4 separate regions of the Mus musculus genome follow, and regions 1, 3 and 4 are each linked to region 2. The links are chromatin contacts, called in public Hi-C and HiChIP or PLAC-seq maps. All regions are on one chromosome and are shown on one strand. The core of a region is the stretch at or near the end of the contact, and the rest is flanking DNA. Distances in the headings are between cores, read along the strand shown. Region 1 overlaps Serpine2 (serine (or cysteine) peptidase inhibitor, clade E, member 2). Region 2 holds the start of Serpine2 (serine (or cysteine) peptidase inhibitor, clade E, member 2). Region 3 has its middle 39 kb from the start of Serpine2. Region 4 overlaps Serpine2 (serine (or cysteine) peptidase inhibitor, clade E, member 2).

Evidence for each region. A called contact is a pair of places that touch in the nucleus more often than the background predicts. HiChIP or PLAC-seq counts read pairs in DNA pulled down with a chosen protein or histone mark.
Region 1: a Hi-C map of cerebral cortex shows a contact between it and region 2, with 2.2 times the contacts expected there. The contact joins the enhancer-like site here to the promoter of Serpine2 in region 2. A contact is called at or near these places in 19 of 484 Hi-C or Micro-C datasets (Sertoli cells, Th1 cells, brain and 13 more), 3 of 115 datasets of contacts at active chromatin or transcription factors (astrocytes, cardiomyocytes and neural progenitor cells) and 3 of 9 other capture datasets (adipose tissue, liver and pancreatic islet).
Region 3: a contact with region 2 is called in a Hi-C map of olfactory sensory neurons, with 6 times the contacts expected there. The contact joins the enhancer-like site here to the promoter of Serpine2 in region 2. A contact is called at or near these places in 3 of 484 Hi-C or Micro-C datasets (the HL-1 cell line, macrophages and olfactory sensory neurons) and 2 of 9 other capture datasets (liver and pancreatic islet).
Region 4: a contact with region 2 is called in an H3K4me3 HiChIP or PLAC-seq map of neural progenitor cells, with 3 times the contacts expected there. The contact joins the enhancer-like site here to the promoter of Serpine2 in region 2. A contact is called at or near these places in 4 of 39 promoter capture datasets (the 3T3-L1 cell line, hippocampal neurons and liver), 15 of 484 Hi-C or Micro-C datasets (DN2 thymocytes, Sertoli cells, Th1 cells and 12 more), 3 of 115 datasets of contacts at active chromatin or transcription factors (embryonic stem cells, neural progenitor cells and stem cell-derived neural progenitor cells) and 1 of 9 other capture datasets (adipose tissue).

Annotation. Positions count from the first base shown.
Region 1 is chr1:79,821,780-79,824,773 of GRCm38.p6, forward strand. The region is part of intron 1 of Serpine2 (serine (or cysteine) peptidase inhibitor, clade E, member 2); the gene reads right to left. Among named protein-coding and RNA genes, the nearest start is that of Gm39666, 35 kb to the left of the region's middle. Within about 2 kb of position 1,537, at least 90 of the 459 cell types and tissues checked have an H3K27ac peak or open chromatin away from gene starts, as enhancers often do. A contact at or near this core is called in Th1 cells, adipose tissue, astrocytes and 9 more, where this site is marked.
Region 2 is chr1:79,857,414-79,860,431 of GRCm38.p6, forward strand. Serpine2 (serine (or cysteine) peptidase inhibitor, clade E, member 2) reads right to left here and starts at 1,252. Exons shown (of 9, transcript NM_009255.4): 1 at 1,098-1,252.
Region 3 is chr1:79,895,836-79,899,353 of GRCm38.p6, forward strand. No RefSeq gene overlaps it. Among named protein-coding and RNA genes, the nearest start is that of Serpine2, 39 kb to the left of the region's middle. Within about 2 kb of position 2,091, at least 2 of the 459 cell types and tissues checked have an H3K27ac peak or open chromatin away from gene starts, as enhancers often do. A contact at or near this core is called in olfactory sensory neurons, where this site is marked.
Region 4 is chr1:79,801,614-79,804,855 of GRCm38.p6, forward strand. Serpine2 (serine (or cysteine) peptidase inhibitor, clade E, member 2) reads right to left here. Exons shown (of 9, transcript NM_009255.4): 5 at 1,234-1,432. Among named protein-coding and RNA genes, the nearest start is that of Gm39666, 15 kb to the left of the region's middle. Within about 2 kb of position 1,593, at least 19 of the 459 cell types and tissues checked have an H3K27ac peak or open chromatin away from gene starts, as enhancers often do. A contact at or near this core is called in Sertoli cells, bone marrow-derived macrophages and neural progenitor cells, where this site is marked.

The DNA of each region.
Region 1 (2,994 bases), core at 287-2,786, 35 kb before region 2:
CTTGAAACTGTCAATCATATAAAGCATTACTTCCAAGGGTCTTCTATATGCCAAGCTCTTTTCTAAGTAGTAGGCAGACAACTGTAAATCTGATGGGTATGACCCTGGTCTTTCTCAGCCTGTCCTTCTAGAGGGGCATGGAGAAAATAAGCCAGAAAGCTATTAGGTAACTTCAGAGAAGACAAAAAGCCAGGATCATAAAGCAAAGTGATGTGGGTAAAAGAAGGGCCAGGGGAGGGTCTCGTCATAGGGAATGCCACCTCTGCGGTAGGAACACAGTCGAAGACAACTGAAGATTGAGAAAAGCACCAGCCATGCATGGACGAGGGAAGGGAGAGCCAAGCGAAAGGGCAGCAGCACAAAGGGCCTGGAGGAACAGTTGGGCCGTGTGACAGACGCCAAGGTAGACCCATAGCAAGGGTCACAGGAGACCATGTGGAGAGTTTTAAACAGAGGGGATTTTCTTAGGACCACACAGACTTGATTCTTTCACTGTACCACACACAGTGGCCTGTTAATTAAAACAAATTTCGGTGGTAGCTTTAAAGCTACAACAGGGCAGAACAATTGGTAAATCCATAAACGGTACGGATGGCATTGCTTCCACTGAGAACTTCAATTACGGCTGTTTGCTTTTAAATATGCTTCAGTCCTTGATTGGCACTGACAGGGCTTTCTCTGCCTACGACAGGAGGCAGGAGTTTATGTGTATTTATGGGAAAGCAAATACTTCCATTAAGTTAGACCTCCACAGCAGCACTTAGTGAAAACAAAGGCAGAATTTGTGATGTTGCTAATTTGCTCCCTACTTTAGAGGCCTGAGGATTTACCAAGGCACAAATCTCCCCGGGAGCTAATTTGATCCCCTTGTCACCTGTGGAAGGTTACAGAGGGAAGTCATTGAAGAGACAGGTGACCAGGAGTGAGTGGAAATCAGTGACCTCGTGGGAAAAGAAAGACTGAGGGCAGAGCTGGGTAAACTGCTTCTTGCTGCCTTCTGGTCCGTGTTTTGGGAATTTCCCACACTATGCATGGCTGACCCCCAAAAACCACTTGTGGGCTTAAGCCCCAGGGACGAGGAGAGCAATTCTGAATTTTATTATTTTTCATTGCATCAAACCAGAGTTCACTGAAAGAGGTTGAGGTAATGCTTGTATTGAGTCATGAGCGTCCCAGTGAACTCCAACATTTGTCCGAGGAAATGCCATCATCTAGGTGGGGCTAGGAATGTCAGCACAAACAGAACCCCCGACCTGGCTATCAACATGTAATGAGCCACTAAGGATGTACCATTCAGGCACATGTTGTAATTTTCTTACACGTTGTGAAATAGGTCCCTTCTAAAAGTTCTCAACAGTTGGGGCTTCTCCAGAGCTTAGTTGTAAAAATAATTGTATAAACTCAGCCTGTCTGAATTCACAATCTGTAAGTGACCTACATACGCTCCCACGTAGCCCTCTACTGTGGTCAGTGGTGGCCGTATTTTGACTCTGGCACCTTGGACCGGTTCTAATACCATGACAATTGCTCGAGTTTCCTGGAGCCTGTTGGACCTTGGAGGGCTTCCAAGCACTGACCATGGGAGCTTTGCTCACTGCTCCTACAAGCTAGCCCAGATTTTCCTTCTTCACTTTCTCCCCGTGGGGGTCGAGTTTCCTTTTTGAAACTTGACATACCACAAACGAATTGCAGATACAGAGAATGTGTAGAATCCTTGTATCCACCAACCTTGTCAATTTCTGATACTGACTCCTAAGAAACTCTGTTGGGTCAGGGAATGTTTGAATAAATGGTTGGGTTTGTACACCCAAAAGGCACAAAAGAACATGTTGTTTTTGTCACTGGTAGCTGAAAGCTGAGGGGGTGGGGGTGGGGGTGGGCGGGTGCTGAGGAGGACAAAAGGAAGTAAAGATCTTAAGAGTCCCAATATCTTGGCATCAGCATGCATAGTCTCCCAAACAAAGTTACTCTAGTTACCAGAACTTTGCTCAGTTATGACTTTTTTTCTTTTTAAGAACAGTTTCATTATACTGGGGGTGTTTTTCTTGGTTTCTTTGATGGGGGAAGTTTTTGAAAGATGTCCACATTCGGCTTCTTAAATGCACACTGGGCAGTTTCCAGGCTGTGTGAATCTTGGAATCAGGGCTATTATTGATGGATGGCCAAATTTTCTCCAATATAAACTCACCTGGCTTGTACACACGTCTAAGTTCATGAGCCTGGAGGAGAGGGATGGATCCGTAACTCGCTCCAGGCTTGCATAAGTGCTAATAACGAATGATACTCCTATGCCCAGAGAGGCCAGTTTACACGAAATAAGTGTGGCAAGTTTTAAAAGGCTTCGTCTCAAGAACAGGGAGAGCCCAGCCATGGAAGAACGCAGCAACTTCCTGCTTACTTTCACTTTTAAAAGAAATCACTCTTCAAACTTTAGTATGAGAGAAAGACTAAGTGTGTGGCCCAAATGTACCGAGAACTGTGGATACACAGGTTTATAAATCTGTTCTCGACTGTCTCAATTTCTTGAATAACGTTTTTACAGCAATAAAAAGCAATTCACGTGCTTTAGGCTATCACTGAGGGAGATCATATGCCTACCAATAAAGCTGCTGCCACAGGCACAGCCTTCCAAATGCTGGCTTTCTCCTGCTCCAAGACTTTCTCCCTTCCCAGTGAGGGGAATGTTCCTGAAGTAATTGGGTAGTGCTCTGAGTGTTAAGCATGGCTTAGCGCGGTAAATAATGGGCTGCTAGCTTTGCAAATGCCAGACTCAAAATGCATACTTGAAAATGTGTCACTTGCCCATGGCAGACGTGAGGGAAAAGCATGCCATAGACCCTATGGCTTCAACTGTCACTTCTACACAGGCAGAGCTGAAATTTCTGCTCATTTCACTCTCAAGCTTTCGGCGGCTTGCTCCCACATTTCCGTTTGATTGGTCATGGCACTCCTTTGACCTGGGTGGGATGGGATCCTCCATCGGTGGGCTATAGA
Region 2 (3,018 bases), core at 2-2,501:
CTCTGAAAAAAACAGCTAAAACTCCATTGTTGACGGTTCCATTATCTGTGGCGAAGCTCTTGAGATTTTTTTTTTTTTTTTTTTTTTTTTTGCTTAAATGTTGCCAACAGGGTATAATTATTGTTTTAGAACCACAGAAAGTGTTCAAAGCACCTTCAATTTTTAAGTGTGCTTCAGATACACAAATCGGTAATGCTGACATTTCTCCCATTATCTGTATTCCCATTCAGATACAAAATCTCCAAAGTACAAGATGATCAGATCAATTGTTCTAGAACAGTTCAGAAAAGTAAACTGCCTCCTGGCTTGAAAGAGAAAAGTTAAACCTTCAAACACCTTTTTATGTTCATGCTAAATATAAGAACGTTCCCAGCAAAGTAGTCAAAGCAAGATCCAGCGGCGTTTGGAGATTTCTCTGGAGAGACACGCGGAGATTCTGTTTTGTTCATTAAAACACTAAAAATCCTCAACAGCACCTTCCCTAATACCTGAAGGTGGAGTGCTGTCTTATGTAATAGCAGCTTTCCCTCTCTGCTCATCGTGGGGGCAAATTAAATACCTAATTCCTCCGAGGATTTCTGAGTACTTTCACCTTACCTGGAGTCACTCACCGGCCTCGCAATTCCCTGGTCCACAGATGATGAAAATAAATAAGAAATCGCAAAGAGCTGCTACTGTATCCTAGGGACAAGCCTGTTGCAAAGGCCAGTGTGAACTGAAGTCCTTCCCCAAACCGCTGCCCACCTCCACACTGCACAGGCAAAGGTTACAAGTGAGAGCCGGTCGCCCGGGACAGGGACCCGCGCACGGGAAAAGTGTGGGGTCGGTGCTACCCGTGAGTGCCCAGTCGCCTCGGGTTCAGGGTCACGGTTTGCAGTCCTGCTGGACCCACCCCGAGCTCGGCGAGCGTTCCGTCAGCCTCCGGCACACCTGGACGCCCAAACCCTCGGGGACAGGGACGCGGGAGCCAGGAGCGCTCGCAGCGGGGCCCGAGGCGGTTCGAGAAAGTTCCCGCCCCAGCAACCGGTCGCGGTGCTGCCCCGGGGACAGTCCCCGGCTCCCCTCCGAGCAGCGGGAACCCCGCAGCTGCTACTCACCCGTCCTCGCTTGGATCCCCAGGTGGCGGCCGAAACCGGGAGGGAGATCGGCGCTGCGCGGCGGTGGGGGACAGGCGGCGGTGACGGTGACGCGTGCAGCCCGCACTCCCGTGCAACCACTGCACTAGCCGGCCGGGCCGCGCGGGGGCTTTATCGCCGCCGCCGCCCCCGCCCCTTCCTGCCTCCCCCGCCCCCCGGCCCGCCCCGCCCCGCCTTCCCGCCGCCGCCTTTGTGTGGCAGCCGGCCGCAACGTCTCTGCACCGCAGGGGACTTTAGGACGCCCCCCTGCCCGACCCGCGGTCGCCAGATGCCGCCCTCTCGCGGGGGTTGGGGGGTTCGGGTCCCCAGAAAGCTCCGGCCAGACGCGCCGGGCTCGAGGTGCGGCGCCAACCCCCGGTCGAGCTGCACGTGGATCGTCCGGATGAGCCTGTGGGGAGTGGAGAGGAGTGGGCGACACAGAAGCCAGTGGTGTGCCCCTGAGACGCAAGACGCGTCGTCTGGGGGTGTTGGGGGGGGGGTGACAGTGTGCAATCCTGCAGGTGATGGAAATAACGGAGCTAGGACGTGGAGGTCTAGAACAGGTCCTCCAGGTGCCCCAGAGTCAACTTATCCCTGCTTAGTGGATGAGCTGGCTGTGGGATTCCTAGGCACATGACAAGCAAGGACATGCAGAAAACTGACCCCTTGCTTGTGGTGATAGCATGAAGTACTCTCAGAGCTCCGAAGATCCAGGTGTTTTGAACCTACACCTTCAGCCCCTGAGACCTTATCAGACCCAAGGCCAGCAACAGATGGCTGTTATGTCCCATGGTCTGTTACCTGAGTGTCCCTTTCTGCATTCTTCAGTCCTCTGCTCAGGTTAGGTTTGTAGGGACTTTCATGGTAGTCTCTGTTGCCTTTGGTGCAACGCCCTCCCTATCAGGCCCCATGTTTGGCCCCAATGAAGAAAAAACAGCCGTAAATCTCTTTAGGGCTGTGAAATAAACTGCACCTAGTGCTAGAGCAACTCAGATCTCTGAGCAACCACACTGACACAGCTGTGTCCATGACAGACACTCCCCCACCCGTGTGTGTGAGTGTGTGTGTGTGTGTGTGTGTGTGACTTGAAAAACTGAGAGCAGCTTTCCAGATGAAGGCATTAGGGACTGAGGGTGTGGCTAGGTGGTAGGGTGCTTGCCTCAGATGCACAAGGCACTGGATTAGGGTGCAGTGCTACAGATAGGAGGGGAAGCAGATAAGAAACTACTAGAGCAGTGGTTCTCAACCTTCCTAATGGTGCAGCCCTTTAATAGGTATGGTTCCTCATGTTGTGGTGCGCCCCCCCCCCCCCATAGCACTATTATTTTCCTTCTTACTTCATAACTGTGACTTTGCTACTGTTATGAGTTGTCATATAAATATCAGTGTTTCCGGATGATCTCTGTGAAAAGGTCATTTGACCCCTCAAGGGGTCATGACTCACAGACTGAGAATCACTATACTAGAGAGCCAAGTTTGAAGTGTGAGTGAAGGCAGATGCACAGAGCTTGCTGGTTTCTCTGCATCTGCTTCTATCTCACCATCTTCATGCTGACACTGCTGATTGAGACAGTTGTAGGCACTCGACTGAGACCCCCATATACTTTGTCCAGTTCTTTCTCAGGGCTGACATTTTGCAAAGCGATTTCCTAATGTCACATGGACTGCGTGGTTTGTATCTCAAACACTATTTGCCGTTCCAAATGTTCAGGAAAGTCAACTGGTTTTGGGAGAAATGGACAAACAGCGAAGGATTTGAGTGTCTTGTAATGCAGGTCATGAACCCCCCCCCCCTTTTTTTCCCAGTTAGAGTATAAATAGGATTTAGTCCAGAAATTCTCAGCCTGGGGTCATGACCCCTTTGGAGGTCAATGACTCTTTCATAGGGGTCACATATCAGATA
Region 3 (3,518 bases), core at 841-3,340, 39 kb after region 2:
CAATCTATGAGCTTTATTTTATAAACAATATGCAAATTTGTCCTTCCTGTGAAATTAGCAGGAAAGGAAATATATTTATCATCTAAACAAGCCTGGTTATTATCAATTCTTCTGATGGTTAAGAAAACCCCAAAGGAGCCCTATAGTACTCTTGGAATATCACTGTGACCAGTAATCAAACTGTGCCAGAAAAATCCAGAAAGGTTATTTTGAATTTGACAGGATATGAAGGTTTTTTTTTTCTTTATGGCCAAGTTAGATCTGTAGAATTTTTCAGCCAAACCACAATGCTATAATTCAAAACAACACAAGGCTGATAAAGAGTAAGATGATTCAGTCGTCATAAGGGAAATAAGATTCTTTAAAAGAATAGCCAGGGAGCTGCTGGGCTGTAAGAGGAAAGGTTGTCATAGGCAGGTATTCTCTTTTAGAAAGATGTATTAAATAGGTCAAATCTCCATCATCAGTAACAGTAAATGTGCATGCTCTCCTACACACAAAAGAGCTGTGATCCATGTATTCTTATTCAAGGGCATTTCTAAATTTTCTTCTGCTAGAATTTCAAAATAGGAAAATCCACTTGTGGCTTCTCTAAGAGTAATAATGTTTTTTTCTGTCTTTAGGAAAACTCATACAAAGCTTGTTGTTGTGTCATGCATGGATTATACAACACAGAAATAATGTATTCCCTGGAAGAACAATAGTACTGCTGGCATTGACTTTGCTCTTTCTGTAGACCAGGAGCAAGACCCCGAGCTGGGAGCTTTCCATATAAGGGTATTCACTCTATGGCCAGTCTTACTGCACAGGCAAGCAGATTAAGCCTCAGAAAGGGTAGATACTTCTCACAAGGTCATACAGCAGAGTCATATGTGCTAGGATTCAGATCTAAATCCCATGTTTGCAGCAGCACCCTCTGTAATGAAATGTGAATATGTGGAAATTCATATGTCTGAGGAATAACCAGTTTTGGAGAGGATGGCTGTGATCTATGGGAATCACTAGGTTGTCATTGAAATTTAGATAGATAAATTGGGAAAGAATACTGTGAAAAGAATGAAGATGTGTTGTTGAGCAAAGAAGGCACACTGCAGGTTTACAAAGGGCTTCAAGCCACCCCTCCTATCTGCACTACAAGAACAGTGATCAGAGTTTGTATGTATTAGAGAAGAACATGTCTGACAACATGTAGGGAATGAATACAGCCCTCCAGAAAAATGTGTCCCATCTCTAAATCCTAGAACCTCATGATATAATCATATTTGGAATAAGGCTCTTTGAAGGTGCAAATCTCCAGATGAGGCCATCCTAGACCTGAGTGGATTTTTAAAATTTGAATGAGGGGTCATTGTAAGTGACAGAAAGAGAGAACACACACATACACTCAGAGAGAGAGAGACAGACAGACAGACACACAGACAGACACACAGACACACAGAGAAACAGAAAGACAGAAAAGCAGAGACAGAGACAGAGGTGAGACAGAGAAGAGGTCATGTGAAGACAGAGAGGGACAATGGAGAGTTACATCTTTAAGCCAAGGAACACCAAGGATTGCAGACAAGCTCTCCCAACAGTTTTCAGAATGAACTAACTTTGTTAATGCCTTGACTCTGGACTTCTAATCTCCCATTCTATGGGAGAACACATTTTGATTGTTTTACCTTAAAGTCCATGGTGATCTGTTATAGTAGCCCCTGGTGACAAATACCAAGTTTCTCTCATAGCTGTCATTGAGGATCTACTTCCTATAGCTCAGATTCCACTCGGGACGTTCTGATTTAGATGATGGAAATATATCCCCTAATTCTGACATCTTTGCATGTGTATTCATGTGTGTCTGCATATATGTAGCTATGCACACATGTGTGTAACTGTCTATGTAGAGGCCACAGGTTGAGATCATGTATTTTCTTTGACAGTTCTTTACTTTATATCTTGAGTCATGGCATCCCACTTGCTTTGAGGATGCTGCCTCTATGTTCTAAAAGCTGGCACTATAGGCAGGCTGGTGTGCCTACCTGGCATTTACCTGAGTGCTTGGGATCTAAACTCTGGTCCTCACATGTGCATGGCAAGCATTTCACTCACTGAGCTGTCCCCATAGGCTCCATTGTGCACTCTCTCTCTAGTGAGTTTTTATTTAGTTGTTGTCAAGTAGGTGTAACTGCCGTGAAAAACCAGACCATTACTTTGGATTCCGTGCCAATTCATCACAAATTTTCTTTTAAGTCATCTTGGACTCTAAGTGTTCACAGATTGTTTAATCTTGATTTCCTGGTCAATAAACTGGAACTGTGGTGGTGACGGTTGTAGTGGTTGTTCCCCTCCCCCACTATTAGGCAAGAGAGTGGGTACTCTGCATCTAAGAAGTGTGAGGTGAACCCAATATGAGTTACGGGTAACCCAGATACTTTGATGTTCATTTCTACCACAGTTGTTATGGATTTATCTGTTGATGTTAAAGAAGTTATCATGATCACATAAAGGGTTACTGATCTGCCATGAAAATATGACTCAGACTAATGATGTAATGCCCTGTGGGTACCTTCTGTAAACCTGCTATGGAAACAAAGCCCAGAGTGCTTAGAAGATGCTCTGAGATAGACCTTTAGTGTTGCCACAGACTCAAAAACACACACCATGCATCTGTAATGAGAGCAGAACCACTTTCCCCCAGTGGGTTGGACTCCCAATCTAAGCTGCACTCACAGGTTCCTTGGGGCAAGCTGCACTTGAATGTAATGCACCAAATATAAGGAAGTAAAAAAACAAACACAAACCAAAAACCCCCACCCATACTAGTTTAGTTCCCATCTGTGCGCCTTCAAAACCCAATGCCAGCCCTGCACATTTGTTTCTTGCTCCACTGTTGTCTTAGAGGGTTTATGTTGTGATTCCTATGATATTTCACCCCACCTATGTCTTTAAAACATTTTCTGCTTTTACTAGGAATGGGGAGACATGCTAAGCATCCAACAGGGGAAGGAACAGTGTTCTTTCTTTACTTGTGAATGCATAAAATGTATCCCCAGTTTTTCTCATTCATTCAACTCCCTCATCAAATATGTATTGATGATGTCTTTTAGAGATTGTAGAAATAGCAGTGATTAAAACAAAGTCTCTCCTCATGGACCACACACACACACACACACACACACACACACACAGAGAGAGAGAGAGAGAGAGAGAGAGAGAGAGAGAGAGAGAGAGAGAGAGGGAGAGAGGGAGGGAGGGAGGAGATACTAACAAAACACACATAATAGATAAATTAGAATCATGCAGGTAGTGATACAGGTGTGGAGAAAGTTCACTACAAGAGGTAGATATGGTGCTGCCATAAACACCACAGGTAGAAGGCTGCAGCAATGGAAATTCATTCTCTCACTGTCTTAGAGGCTGGAAGTCCAAGGTCAGGGTACTGCTCCATTTACTTCCTAGAGAGAGCTTTCCTCCTGGTTTGTAGATGAATTCTTGCTGTATCCTCACATATTGTGTGGGCAGGTGGAGGAGAGAAA
Region 4 (3,242 bases), core at 343-2,842, 55 kb before region 2:
TGACAAAATCAGGGCATAGTTTGAAACAGGCTCTTTAAGTAAGACCTTGTCGTCACTCTGAACTGCAGCCTGACTTCTAAACCTAACAGTTAAATGCCAGGTAAGTAGACAACTCACCCTCTTCTTACTCACAATGAGCATGGCCATCCAGGTGTGACAAGAAGACCATATCAGATATTTAGCTAAACATTATTGAGTGGCTTTCTAGAAGAGTACATTTAACATTTAAGATGTCTTTACTTTTATCTTTTAAATGTATAAGTATTTTTCCTATATGCATGTATGTGCCTATACATCTGGCCCCAAGGAAGCCAGGAAAGGGCATCAGATCCCCTGGAACTAGAGTTATAGATGGTTGTGTGACACCACGTAGGAGTTAAGGCAGAATCCAGGTCCCTTGCGAGATCAGTGAGGACTCTTAACCATGGAGTCACTTCTTCACCCCCTCAGGAGGAGGACTTCTGATATTTGTAGATTGCTACAAATCTACATTTGTAGATTATTACATTGACTATTCAAGACTTAAAAGTTATTAGGATTCTCTGTTTCCACTGAGGTATGGATAGAAACTCTGGATTGTGGGAAAGCTGGTAATGATGAAAAATTCACAGGAAGGAGACAGATTTCTCCCCCTCCACACACACACACACACACACACACACTGGAGAGAGAAGGTGTTCTTTGAACTGTTAGAAATGATGATGTACACAGAATTGGGTTTGCTTTTGCCCTAGTCTCCAGTCATAACATCAGAAATTCCATCTATAATTTACTTGAGGGGTATAAAAGGAAAGCTGCCTTAAATACTGATGAATACAGTCTCATGGGCCTTGGCCTTTAACAGCTTCCAGTAGGTACCTGAAGGATCAGTGAAGTTTGTTGTCTCACCAAGCTCCTTCGACTACTGTGTTCTAATCCATTCCATATGAAGATATGTATGTATTTTTCAATTCTCCAATGGAAAGAGATATGTCAAAAGTTGTCACAGAGTCATGAAGACTTTGCCCTCATGGGGGTTCTAAGGCCAGGGCTGCCCGCTCTCCTTTAGTATCCTTGTTGTCTCACCACAAACAGGCACTGCAGGGTCTCAGAGAAAGCATTCAGAAAAGACAGCCTGGTTCTCTCTAAAGCACATTTTCCATAAGACCATCTTAGCACCCCGTTTCTAGTATACAATATGACAGCTATCCCCTGAGAAGAACATCCTTTCTTTTTAAGGGAAGGGGCACTCACTTGGGTAGGACCAGCTGCATCCTCTTGGGTACCATGGTGTTCATCCAGCTATCAATGGTCTTGGTAGTGATGTGAGGGATGATGGCAGACAGTGGGGTGGAGCTCTCTGTTGGCAGGGCGATCAGCATGCTGATGCTCTCACCATGGTAGGGCAGCTCAATGAAGTTGTACCATAAGCCATTCGGGGTCCTGGTAGACCCTAAAGAAACCAGAGGCAGATCTAGTTTATGCCTAATGACTTCTGTGGGGGGGAGGGGGGATGGCTGGCGGTCACCAAGGAAGCCGTAGGAGAGAGACAGTAATTCAGCCTGTAAAACTCCCTTTGCTACAAATAGCTCCCTCAGAAGGACAAAGATAAGGACAATGACTTCTTTCTTCCCTGGTGCAGAATTCTCTGTCTTCAGTCTAGACAGAATGCCTCTGGGCACCGCTAAGCTCACTTTCATTCTGCTGAGTTGAATGTAAGTAGACGATTAGACTGTTCGGTACTCGCCGCACAGTTCTTCGTAAGAAGTTAACCTTTATACGAGAAAAAGAATAAATTAAAGCTACTTTTGAGCTTGCTTTGTTTTTTTGTTTTTTTTTTTTGTTTTGTTTTGTTTTGTTTTTTTTTTTACATTCTACTTTGTTTTAGAAAATACATGGTATTGTATTTAAGGTATACAATATGACAGTTAGGGCAGGACACGGTAAAAGCATTTCTACGGTAGAGCCAATTAGCATGCCCATCATTCCTCATAGTTTCCGGTTTTTAAACAAAAAAAGGAGGGAGCTAAGTGAGTGGCCCGGTTTCTTCTCTCTTTCTCAAGTGCAGATGCACTATGACCAGCTAACTCAAACCACTGCCACCACAAATTATAGGTATAAATAGACTATATCCTCAAACCACAAGCCAAAACGAAACCCTTCCTGCCTTTAGCTGCCTTTGTCAGGAATTTTCTTATAGCAACAAGAAAAGGAACTCACACAGCAACAGAGAACGGCCAGAGACAGCAACTGTGCAGTATGACCGCAGAGCAGTCAAAAAGTCCTTGTTGGCATTCTAAACCGATGGGACAATTTCTCAAGTGTGTGTTAAGCACTGAACCTCTAAAGATGAACTCCATGAGCTTGAGGAGGTACCATGTTCTCCCCATGCCATCCGTCTATACAGATGGAAATATCGGAATATTAAAGTATGGACCACGAGGTTGCTGAGATGATCAAATGAAAAAAAATTATAGATGCAGTAGTAACCAGGGTGCCCATGGGGCCCCCCCTTTCTTCCCCTATATGAAGTACAACAAAGAGAAAAGAGGCAACATGTTCGTAGTATTTTCACTCGTTTTTTCTTGGTGGCTGGCCTTGTTTGTTTGTTTTTGAGGCAATGTTTCACTGTATAACAGCCCTGGCTATCCTGGAACTCGCTCTGTAGACCAGGTTAGCCTCGAATGCACAGAGATCTCCCCGCCTCTGCTTCCTGAGTTCTGGGATTAAGAGTGTACACCACTACAAGCTGGAGAATTTTGAACAGGCCACACCTCCAGAGAAGAAGAAAGGAGATCAAAGAAAGAAAGAAGACAGCAAGAGGTAGAAAGTTAGCAAGCCCTGTTCTGTCACAAGCACTTTTAGCTATAAAACACCATCAGCTGAAGGCGCTAGAAGAGCTGCTGCCATCATATTCCAGGGACAGCTGGGATCTCTTCTCCCCAAGCAGAGATTGCACTGGGTTGTAGGACAGCCAAGGAACCCAGTGCCATCGGTCTCAGCTCTGAATTGCTGTGAGCTCACACCAGTCTCGATTCCAGGCCGGGACTACCCAAGAAGCAAAATGAATATACTTCGTCTTTACTTTTAGCCTGAGTGATAAAACGGTCTCAGTAGAAACTGAAAACTCAATGAGAAAGTGGGAAAATACCCCCCACTTCCTAATGAGCCCTTTAATCCTCAAAGAAGACATCAAGTCTCTGGCTCTAATGGGGCTAATTTTTAGAAACTGTGAAATGCAGGAAGTAGTTATTAAATTATTG